Linked DNA regions of Gasterosteus aculeatus: region 2 is linked to region 1. The links are chromatin contacts, called in public Hi-C maps. All regions are on one chromosome and are shown on one strand. Each heading gives the region's core, a stretch centred on a gene start, on an enhancer-like site or on the middle of the called end of the contact. The rest is flanking DNA. Distances are from core to core; before and after follow the strand shown.

Evidence for each region. Hi-C and Micro-C count contacts between places; a contact is called where the count stands out from the background.
Region 2: a Hi-C map of skeletal muscle shows a contact between it and region 1, with 7 times the contacts expected there. The contact joins two enhancer-like sites. A contact is called at or near these places in 6 of 6 Hi-C or Micro-C datasets (blood and trunk muscle, liver, skeletal muscle and 2 more).

The regions. Positions count from the first base shown.
Region 1 is chrX:13,197,234-13,202,769 of fGasAcu3.hap1.1, reverse strand. It overlaps LOC120808754 (a long non-coding RNA gene), which reads right to left. Exons shown (of 6, transcript XR_013451157.1): 6 at 4,310-5,213. Among protein-coding and RNA genes, the nearest start is that of LOC120808754, 8.5 kb to the right of the region's middle. Within about 2 kb of position 2,884, at least 3 of the 9 cell types and tissues checked have open chromatin away from gene starts, as enhancers often do.
Region 2 is chrX:13,238,427-13,243,962 of fGasAcu3.hap1.1, reverse strand. LOC120808614 (OTU domain-containing protein 7A) reads left to right here. Exons shown (of 13, transcript XM_078082813.1): 9 at 1,163-1,290; 10 at 1,361-1,510. Among protein-coding and RNA genes, the nearest start is that of LOC120808613, 21 kb to the left of the region's middle. Within about 2 kb of position 2,967, at least 1 of the 9 cell types and tissues checked has open chromatin away from gene starts, as enhancers often do.

The DNA of each region.
Region 1 (5,536 bases), core at 1,635-4,134:
AGGATACGAGACCCTCACTGACTCTTTGTCTCCTGCTTACATTGATAAGGCAATCTTGTCACCATTGTAGAGCTTTGTCTTCTGACAATGTCATTTGGTAACAGTGGATTTGTAACGCCTGTTAATGAATTCCCACGCATGTTACTAATTCTGTCACTGTAAAGGTCGGCTCTGTAAAAGAGAACAATTTCAACTGCTGAAGTGTGTCTGAGCAACGTGATCTGATTTTGATGAAACAATATGGCTTTACACTCAAATATGACATCTTTGTGTTTTGGTGGTTCTGAACATTGGCCGTATAAATATCTCCAATGCGATAGATCCTGCAGTTTCAGTCGGTTGAGAGCATAAGAGAACAGTCGGAGCGCATTGCTTCCTGATGTGTTTCCGTCATGGTATGTGGCTCAGATGAAGTACCCAAAATATTGACTGTTTTTGGCTCACAATGCTCAGTTTGGTTGCTGAGATAATGAAGCAAGCATAGCAATGACTATTGATTTCTTTTTTAAACGGCAGATTCTGACATCTGTTAAGCTGTGGTCGTGGTCCAGCTAGGGGACAACTGCGTGATGTGCCTTCAGTTCCCAGTGCAAAAGTGTTGATCAGCAGTTTTGTGCTTTCTGTCTGCCCAGCTGTCTGCGTCTGTCTACAACATCTCCCGAGTGCTACTGGAGGGCAACTCTCCCTCTGATCAAATCCACCGTCAGTCCCTCAAAACGATTAGGAAAAGCGGTGGGAAATCAGGCCTTTGTGAGTGAATCCCACATGTTGATGGTTGGATGGTGGACGGTCAGCGGATTCCGGTTTATGCAGCTGAGCCCGGGACTCAACAGCCCCTCCTCCACCGAGTAAGATCTGCTCCACTGCTCCCTGGGAAAGGCTTACGTGCCCCCCCCCTCTTCCTCCTCCAACACTGCAAACACAAACGTGTACGTTTATGAAACTGCTCTATTCACTACACTATGACACACTGAGAAATGGAGTGAGTGGTTGGAGTACCTTCCTGAAGGTCAGGAGAGACCCGTTTTACAGCCCCGCTGCAGCGCATGGATTCCCTGTTAACCTTTTTGTGGGCACCAGGTCAACGCTGAAAAGGACTTAAGCGAGCATGTGCTATCTGAGGAGCGAAATAGAGATAAGTACGCTGGCTGGCCGTTCAGCGGCGGCACGCGAGAGGTTCATGGAATGCATTTCTCCCGGGGGACAGGTTTCCAGGAACAGTCTTGCTCTTGTGGTGTGCAACGAGTCAGTCCGAGCTGAAGCGGACAGCCAGGGGGGGGGTGCACAAGACTACTCTGGTGCTCATGAGTGAAGCTGTTTCCACAAGTGGATCTGGTCTGCCACGCCCAATTACCTTAAAATCCATTTTGTGCTGACAGGAGAGTAGAGAGGGGACCACTCCTATACACACATAGACGACAGCAGTGATATCCTCGTAAGTCGGGACCTCGCTCAACACTGCTGCCTATTTACCCGTCACCACATTCTGGCCCCTCCTGAGCTCCAGACATTGTAAACATCCTTTTTCTGAGAGACTCGTGACACAGGGGGCTTCCTCCTTTACCTTGAAAAGACTTTTGTGTGACTTTTACACACATTTCACTTATATTACCTGCTCATTAAAACATGTTTGAAAACCAGAATTTTTGTTTTGACAAGAAGAAGCCATGTCGTTTTTAACGTGAGAAGAGTACATATTTGAATTACGCGTCTGCTCCGCTTGACAGCGTGGATACAGCAGACCGTCAACATATTTCAGTTCCATTTCTATTTAACACACAATGCAGTTTGGCATCAGTAAATTAAGTAAATAGGAAAAAAGTGCTTAAGGAATGGTTTAAAAAAATACTGATTGAGCAATAAAACCATTGGAAAGTAACTGACAATGAAGCTTTATATTTATAAAATAATCCAAACATGAAAAAAATGTAATTATTCTGTTACAATGTTTTATACTACTGTAGGAAGAAGTTCAATGCAGCAAAAATACACAAAAAAATACAAATGTCTCTTTTGTGTTCTTTAAGAGTTAAGGTTACGGCACATCAGGTTTTTGATGTCCGTGACTGTCAATATATATTGTTGGGATTGATTGGGTTGACGGTGGCACATGGAGTAGAGTATGAGGAGCCGTTTAGGACTTAACTACTGAGACACTCTCACGCATCCTAATGAAACTGAGACACTCTTACGTTCGCTATTGAAATGCTCTCGCGCACATTACTTTTACTCTTTTACTCCTACGCGTACTAATGAAACACTTGTGTGCATCTCACTGGTGTGTGTGAGTGAAATCTCATTGGTGTGTATGAGTGAAATCTCATATGAGAGGGTACGCTGAGAAGCTCAAGGTTGGTGGTTCGAACCCTGGCTCCCCCATGTCCCATGTCAAAGTGTCCCTGAGCAATACACCGATTCCCTAATTGCTCCCTGGGCAAAAATGTAAAAACCATGGGTTAAAAATGCAATTTAAGTCTCTTTTCATAAAAGGGTCAGCTAAATTACCTGTATGTATATATATATATACGTGCCCCCCCCCCCAGAGGTTGAAAGACATACAAATCAAGTGTAACGCCTCATACGTGGTTGTTATGTGGGGAGCACAAGGAGCTGTGGAAATGCAAAAAGCAGCAGGAACATGCGCTAACATGACCGTTTCGGCAGTGCATTTGGTCTGTGGAGACAGACGAAGCGTCAACACTCACACATCGGTGGCACGTTGTTGTCCCCCCTGTACACATGTGACTTTTTTAAACACATCTTTGTCCAGCTTCGTGCTAGTCATTATCAGTTGAATGTGTTTGTCCTCTTCTGCAGGGCCGAGGGAACGAACACACCTGGGGAACCGAGCTCTCAGGTGAGGGCGTGGTCTGTTTCCCTAGCAACAAGGAGAAACAGTGGCCGCTCACCGTGTCAGAAACACGCACCTTTTATTGTTTTGTTACTGTACGTCATGGCTGATTACCTTGATAAAAAAAAGTGCACACACAAAAGCGAAAGAAACTAGTTTGTTGTAGGAGGTTTTTTTCCAAGCAAGTGAAACACGTCCTCTTCCTTGAAGAGTGTCTGCTTCTCGAGTTTCACACGTGGAAGTCGTTTCACCCTGCTTTCCAGCTGTTGTTTTTATCCCATCCGGCTTATGTGATGACATTATTCACACAAGACTTTGACAAATTATCATGTTAAACAACCAAAGGTAAATTGAGCTTAATACAGCAGAGCAGAAGCCTGAAATGAAACTGGAAACTAGCATGCCATGATGTTTCCCTCTGTGTCGAGCGTGCAGATTTCTTATCCCGGTTCTAGCTGAGGTTATGACCTTTGAGACAAATTAATTATAGAGTCAAAACACAAACTGACGCCCTGTGACCCCCATGGTCAGAGAGACATTCGTTTATAAGCTCCTTGGCCGTTCAAGAGGTCAGAGCGCCCTCCTGTGGAGCAAACTGGGAATGAATTGTTCCAAGTACTTTTAGATTTGTAGTGTTTGAGGTACAGTATGTAGCTGATATATACTGCTGCTGCTACCAGAATTGTACCTTCACCGTCCCCCCACATAGAGTCAGGCACATGGGCGAGCTATTCCTACAGTACTAACTGGAAAGCTCACACCTCATCTGCCACAGATATGGTCATATCCGGTTGGATCTTTTTTCAATTTGATCTATCTTCAGTTAAACTATGTAATGTCAACAACTTTGGGTTGTGGCAAGATTCTGTAGTTTCCAATACCTCCTATTACAAATCGGCAAAGGGCGCCAAACTTCTTTTCTCTCCAGCATTAATGATGTTACAGATATCCATGACGTGACATACATCGTTCATATAACGCAACACACAGTTGCGCTTATAGTGAAGAGTTTTCATATTCATTGGTCACACGAGACTTGTTGAAAACAATATCAGTTGTTAAAAAACAATATTACGTGTTTTTTCTGCTCCGTTGAGTGCTATTACTCCTCCTAGAGCCGAATAATCTCTAAAGCCTCAGCCGTGGATAAAGCTCATATGTGTCTGCTTACTAGGAGAAATGGTCCTTATCCTCATCCATTCTTAGGAGGAGACAACGTTGAGACACTTGGTTGGGATGGAGTAGGGAAAAAATAATAATTCATGGACAACACTAAGTTTGAAATAAAGAGAAGTGGAAACTGTCCTTCTTTCCTCACTGTTCCAATGTGTTTCTGTGAGCTCCACTTTTTGATTTTATTCATCCACATGAATCCTGCTGTTCAGTTATCCAACACGTGCTGCGACGACAACATGTGTAGAAATGGTTATCTCAAAGTTTAAAAAGATTACAAATGTGTAGTTTTAAATAATTGTTTAATTATTGTTTAGTCAGCCGGTGGCAAAACAAGTCATTGCAGTGTGTGGTGTGCGGCATTTTATTGTCCGAAAGTCAAGTTAAAAAACATCCAAGCAGGCGAAGCGATACATGCTGTGCAACGATGCAATAAAGTGCGCTGTAGAATACGGTCAACAAAAAGTATCGTCTCCCAACTCACCCCCATGTCCATACAACCATCCCTCTGCCTAGGTGCCTACACTCATTCATAAACCACTGCACCCCTGCCCACGTGACTGTGATGCTAATTACATTTCAAAATTTAAAAAAGTACCAACACTCACACGCAGGAAGTGGCAGACTGCCGCTACATCCCAGCCCCTAAATATAACACTGTAGTAATTACAAAAAACACCATAAAACATACATCAAACGAATGCTCATGATTAATATTCCAGTAAGGGTTTGTAGTCATCTTCTTTCACGACGAGTCTAGTCTAGGCCAGAGGTTCAAGCACTTAGCCTGTCAAGGTGATCTTTACCACCACCTTTTGTCGTGTGAGTAGATAAGTCAGTCAAAAGTAATTGTCTCTTCAGACCTCTGCTTCCAGTAGCAAACAGACTTTGGTTATTGGCCTATCTAAACAATTGGTCTTAGTCTTGATGAGTAGCCTTCGTACTAGTCCTTTTCTGTCTGGAAAGGTTTGAATTACCTTTCCCATGACCGAGGAATTACGAGATGCTGTCTCGTCCACAATGAGCACTATATCTCCAATCACGAAGTTGCGTTTCACGCCAGTCCACTTCTGGCGTTCCTGGAGCTGCGTCAAGTACTCCTGGACCCATTGCTTCCAGAACAGATCGGACATGTACTGGACTTGCTTCCAGCGGCGACAAGTGTAGAGGTCGTCCTTCTGAAACTCCCCTGGTGGTAGAGATGGGGATGTTTTCAGCAGCAACAAATGATTGGGGGTCAATGCCTCCAAATCATTAGGATCGGGAGAAGAGTTGGTGAGCGGACAACCATTAATGATGACTCAGAGTTATATATTTCACAGAGAACGGTATGAAATCCGTCCTCATCAAGATTCTGTACCTTAAAGGTAGAATTGAGAACTTTACGTATGGATCTTATCAATCTTTCCCAAACTCCCCCATGATGTGAACCAGTAGGAGGATTAAAGTTCCACTTGATACCTTTCTGTAGAAGAATGTCATTAATCGGAGCATGATTCCAGACTTCAATAG
Region 2 (5,536 bases), core at 1,718-4,217, 41 kb before region 1:
CGTACGTTGAGTCACCGCAGGAGGCCCCCGATTAAAGCAGGAGTGACCTCCTCACTAAGATGAGCGCGTCGTGGCAATTAATTGCTCCCCCTCGTACAGTTGCTCTTTTTAATCGACTGCATGATTTAATAACATTGCTGAAGCTGCAGTGTGAGAATGTGCCACCTACTGGCTGCCATCGGTATTAATCGTTCGTCTCCTCCACCCTTCCCCACCCCCACCTTTTGCGTAAACAAGTGTAGGAGTGGGTTTATCACAAGCTACTGAGGCAGTTTGGAAACTAAATGTAGTTTCCTCCTCCTACGCACAGAAACCTGGTGGTTTGTCTCTCGTTTCCATTCTCACTGAAATTGTTGCACACGCTTTCTGTTTTGTAGGCGATCGGCATCGCAGCTCTATTTTGGATCGAGAAAAAAACACAACTGTTTATTCAAATATTGTTGACTTACATAAGATGGGATTCAACCCGGTTGTGGTAGCCTGCGGAAAATGCGGTTAAAAAAATGTAAAGGGTGCATTTAAAAACCCTGTAAGAAACCAGGCAAAGACTATTGTATTGATAGTGGGACAGCAGCGTCTGAAAACAATTGAATAACTGTGGAATTAGCCGTCCTCGCCGGCATTAACTCGCCCGGTATCAAAGCCCTCCATCACTGAAAATATCCCACAATTTACTCCTTCTCTCTGGTGAGTTTTAACCTGCCTGAGTTAGACTCTAATACAGTAATCAGTTCAGGGACGTTTGATTGTCCTGGTGCGAGATGAGCCCCTAAATAGAATGAGTGGGATTCTCATATTAAGAGGCTCTTTATTAGAGTGAATTTGGCTGCGTGGCTGACAACTTAATTGTTGCACATCCTCTGGTTCCCTGGTGGTCTCACGCCCGATAGCTCTGCCTCTGCTTTTCCTCTCGGCCTCAAGCCTCCCTCCCTCTTTATCTCTCCTGCCCTCTCTCATTCAATCTCATTTACGAACATACGGATCTTTGTACCAGTCTGTTTAAGGTAGCCAGAGGGCAAAACGGATCAGGTCAGATCACACAGGCTCTTGGCATTTACTGTTTTGGCAGATGTTTTTTGCACCAGTCAATTCCAAGTCAGGAAACGGTCACAGTATCCCATGATCCCAATGTGTTACATGGTTGTCGTTGTTTCTCTCGCAGGGTGGATAACTCTGAGGATCCGGTCTATGAGAGTCTGGAGGAGTTCCATGTGTTTGTGCTGGCCCACGTGTTACGCAGGCCAATCGTAGTGGTGGCGGACACAATGCTCAGAGACTCGGGGGGAGAAGGTAGGCTGACCGCATCTTGCACTGATTGGGTTGGATGAGCAGAGCGCTGACACCAGATGTTGCGTTCCAGCGTTTGCTCCCATCCCGTTTGGAGGGCTCTATCTGCCTCTGGAGGTCCCCCCGAGCCGCTGTCACTGCTCCCCTCTGGTCCTGGCCTACGATCAGGCTCACTTCTCCGCATTGGTGTCCATGGAGCAGAGAGACCAGCAGCGAGAGCAAGGTACGCAACTGTGCATCGTCACAAAAAAAAACACTTGCATAATCTTGACGAAAAGGAGGCGATTTTTTTTTTTTTTTGTTGACCTCCTGTTTCCTGACAGCAGTGTCACCCGCTGCGACGTGCATTAGTTAGGCAGTCTCTTAACTTTAAGTGGCTTGATCGCAAGAATGAGGGCGAGTGGTCTGCCCGAGGTGAATAATGTATGAGACGGCAGTTTAATTACCTGTGATCCATTATTAAAGCAGGCCGGTTGACGGTGGGAGCCTGGGAGGGGCCGACAGGGACGCACTGAGCACCAAATTGTTCAATTGTACGGTGTTGTTTGTCTACATTTCTCTCTCCGAGGTCACTGTTTGACTTTAGATTTGTTACAGTACGTGTTTCCGTATGCAGTTTGCCTCTCTCACGGGGGTCCGTGGTATGTCGCTGCGTAGGACACGTCGATTGTGTTATGCCGACTTTCCGTTTGCTTTGAGTGACTGTTCTCGTCTTGTTGTGCTCCCACTCCGGATGTGTTGCTCATTCTCGAGGCCTGAGCAATCTTCACATGGAGTTCCTTTTAATTGACAAATAGAGAGGATCTCCTTGACAACCAGTCTAAGTAGTCACGGCACTCGTCTTTATCTGACTCAGTGGGTGGAGAACTCGCTTGTCTCTTGTGTGGGCTGCCGGCCAACTCCGTCCCTCTGGCTCCTTTTCTCCCTCCTTCTCCCCCTCGAACACTTATGCAAACTGTTTCTTCCTTCCTGTCCTCCTCATCCTCCTCTTGTGCTTTTCTGAGCGTGTGAGTTTCCTGTTCTCGTCGTTTTAACACCAACCTGGTTATTAAATCTGTGCACAACCACTGCAGGCTGGCAGACAGACGTGATTACTAACCTGCAGGCCGAGCCCTGAAGTCATTGTCTTTAATGCCAGCAGCACATCAAAGGCAGCCCGCCCCACACACCACTTAGCTATTCAGCTTCTTTTGGCCGTTTTAATGTGGCTAATCGGGTTCTCCTTTTGTCCACCAGATGGTGCATATGTCCAAATAACCGGCTGTTGCTAGATCACTACACCATCGCATGACTGTACTTTTTCATTCTGGTACACTGTGTCCTGTGATAGGATCACAGTGCGTTTTGTTTGCAGTCTGAAAACATTTGCACGCCTAGCTTGGTGCATTTGTTCGTCATGTAGTGACTCATATTTCACCGCAATGATACAAATCTGGGCTTGTTTTCCTCTGTTATGTATGTAAGAGGTAATTATGATGTATAATGGTACGAGTGTGTCTTTCTGAATTTTAAGAAATGCTACAATACGGGCTTATATCACTGATCGAATACCAGACAGACAGGCAGAGGGTCAGACAGACGGGCAGATCTAATCTTCCAATGCCAATTAGGACAGAAGAGCACCAGCGGGCCCCTAAGCCCTAACTTCATCACCACATATAGACGGGGTCCCGGGGCGGGGCCTACACAGACCCATCCTCTCTGCTTCCAGTCAGGCCGGTGTGTGGACGTCTCAGGTGGAGCCTTTGGTCTCAGTTTCCCCCGGCAACAGCGAAGAGCGTCCAAGAGGCCGTTGGCCCCTGGTGTGTTCAGGTGCCAGAGGCTGGCTTGGAATACTGGCTCTTTCTTCAGCCGTCGGTAGGGCCGTCGGTGGGTTACAAGGAAGTGTCCCCCCCCCACCTCAGTAACCTGACCCTAAATCACACTGCTGCTGACCCCTTGAATGGCTGCTAGGGCTACATTGATGGTGGATAGTGAAAACAAAAAGGAGAGGTGTGTAAAGTCAGAGGTTATTTCTAAATAATCTTTTCAAAACCGTAAAGTGTCTTTTTTTCTGAATGAGGTAGTCAGGTTAGCCCGGAGCTTTCATCCTGCTGCTGGTCACCTGCTGTGTGATGATGACTGGCTCTTCAGTAGGCGCTGTTGCCGATGTCTTTTATCAGCTTGTTTGTACTGCGGTGGTTAAACTGTGAATGAGTGGAACTGGACCTCTAAAAAACTGTGGCGCTATTTCAAGTTATGGCCGCTGAACCAAAACACTTCCAGGTTTTCTTTGGCATCCCACCATCAACCCCCTGACACCCATTTCAATGAAGTAAATGGCCGTCTTTTACACAAAGACCACCTACATAACGGTGCGGCGTAACCATCCAGGTCTGGCCAGGTTCCACTATTCTATCTATCAAAGACACCCAGTGTATTTCTCCAAATGCAGCTGGCGCAATTAAATCAATGTGGCTATCAGAATTAAAACTTGATGCAGTTGTACATGTTACTTAGAATAGGATGCTCTTCTAATTACCACCATGGTTCCTCTGTTAAAATCAGTGGCTGAAAGAAGCTCAGGCAATCCTTTGTAAATCTGCAGCTCTGCAGAGTGAAGTCAAGTCAAGGATTTTTGAGTACAAATTGTTCTTGAACTGAAAAACAGAGGAAACATTGGCCCAGTGTCCCTGCTGTGAATATAAGCTTGCAATGGTTGAGTTTTTTTCCACTCGAGGATTTCACTTTCAAGAGGAGAGAGAATCCCCTCTCATGACACAAGGCAGGATGGCTCATTTTGTGTAACTAAAAAAAAAAAAGCAATCGGACCACGTAAGCGCATGCTAAGAAAGGTTATCCACCTCATTTCCAACAGCTGTTTCCTCACAGGTTACACCTAAGCCCCCCCCCCCCCGCCGAATCAAAGATGCCAATGTAGCAAGGCGATGCAGGCTGGCGGGTATGTTGCTGAGTGCACAGCTTGAATACCGCGGAGGGCTGTGATGATGTCATCTGCGCGTAAGCTATGGGAGTCGGTCATTCAAGGACAACAAAACAAGGCCGCCAACAGGGATAGTAAATACATTTCAGCACAATTTAGTCCCCCGGAGCTCAATTGGCAGTGTTGAATCCCTAAAATCTGGACCGTGCCCAAGCAGGAACAACAACAACAACAACAACAACACACACACACAGAACTTTGGAATGGCGTGAAAGGAGGACAGCTGCATCGTGGGAGCCGGGACGCCACCTCACAAACCTCCGCTGCCTGCCGCATGACCCTTAGTGGGAACTGAGTGGGAGCCGGTTAACTGCTTTTTGTCTCTGTGTGTTTTTAATTATGACTAAATTCTTCGGGGTAGGAGCCTTTTAGGAAATCCCTCTATTTTCCGCTGAATATGCCACTGCTCTCGTTGCCGTTTCTCTCTCTGGGGCCACAGGCATTGGTCATGCTTTTCCTGTTGCAAGGTGTAAAATGCGCGCACACGTATGATGCAAAGCCAACAGTGACATTTTATAACGTGTGTAGTGGTTTATGCTGCTATTAGCGACGTATTTACTCAGCTGTTTAAGAGTGTTTGCTTAGCAACCACTGGTGTCCGATACAAATAACAGATCATGCTTGCAGTGTTAAATGTGCTTGCTTTGGGTGTGGCCGGACTTATTCTGTTTCAGAGACGTAAGGCGTCATCCCTTTGCATGTACGAACACTATTTTGACACATAGCGTGATTAATAGTGTCCTTTGCACCCGTGCGTAGGCACTCAGGAAGAGATACAAGAGGGAAAGCGTAAGGTTTTGACCCTCAGTTTCAACATGGAGCAGGGAGGGGGGGGGTGGGGGGTGTTGCTCCACGTGTCCGTCTGCATGAAGCTTGCAGAGCAGGTCATTGGCAGTGGAGGAATTGCTAAGACAGGGAGGAGGCAGTATCGTCCATCTGGGGCTGCTGTCATGTGGACAACAGCCCCCACAGCAAGCAGCCTGAGGAGAGCGGTCATGTGGGCCGATGGGGTCTAGCTGGTCCTCTTCACACTCTTGTTTTGAAAGGCAGCCATGCACTCGGACACATACACGCCCGCACTGCTCTCGTGATGTAAGCACCACCGCCCACGAGAGGAAGCTCGGGTGGGTGTCTGTTTTATGTGCTCTGTCCAGTGATTAATGTTAAAAAAAACATCGTTCTACTTGTAAGAAGCTGATCATATCAGCAGGGTGTGAATGACATTATTTAGCACTCATTCTCTTTCTTTCTGTACTCCAGTGGCTG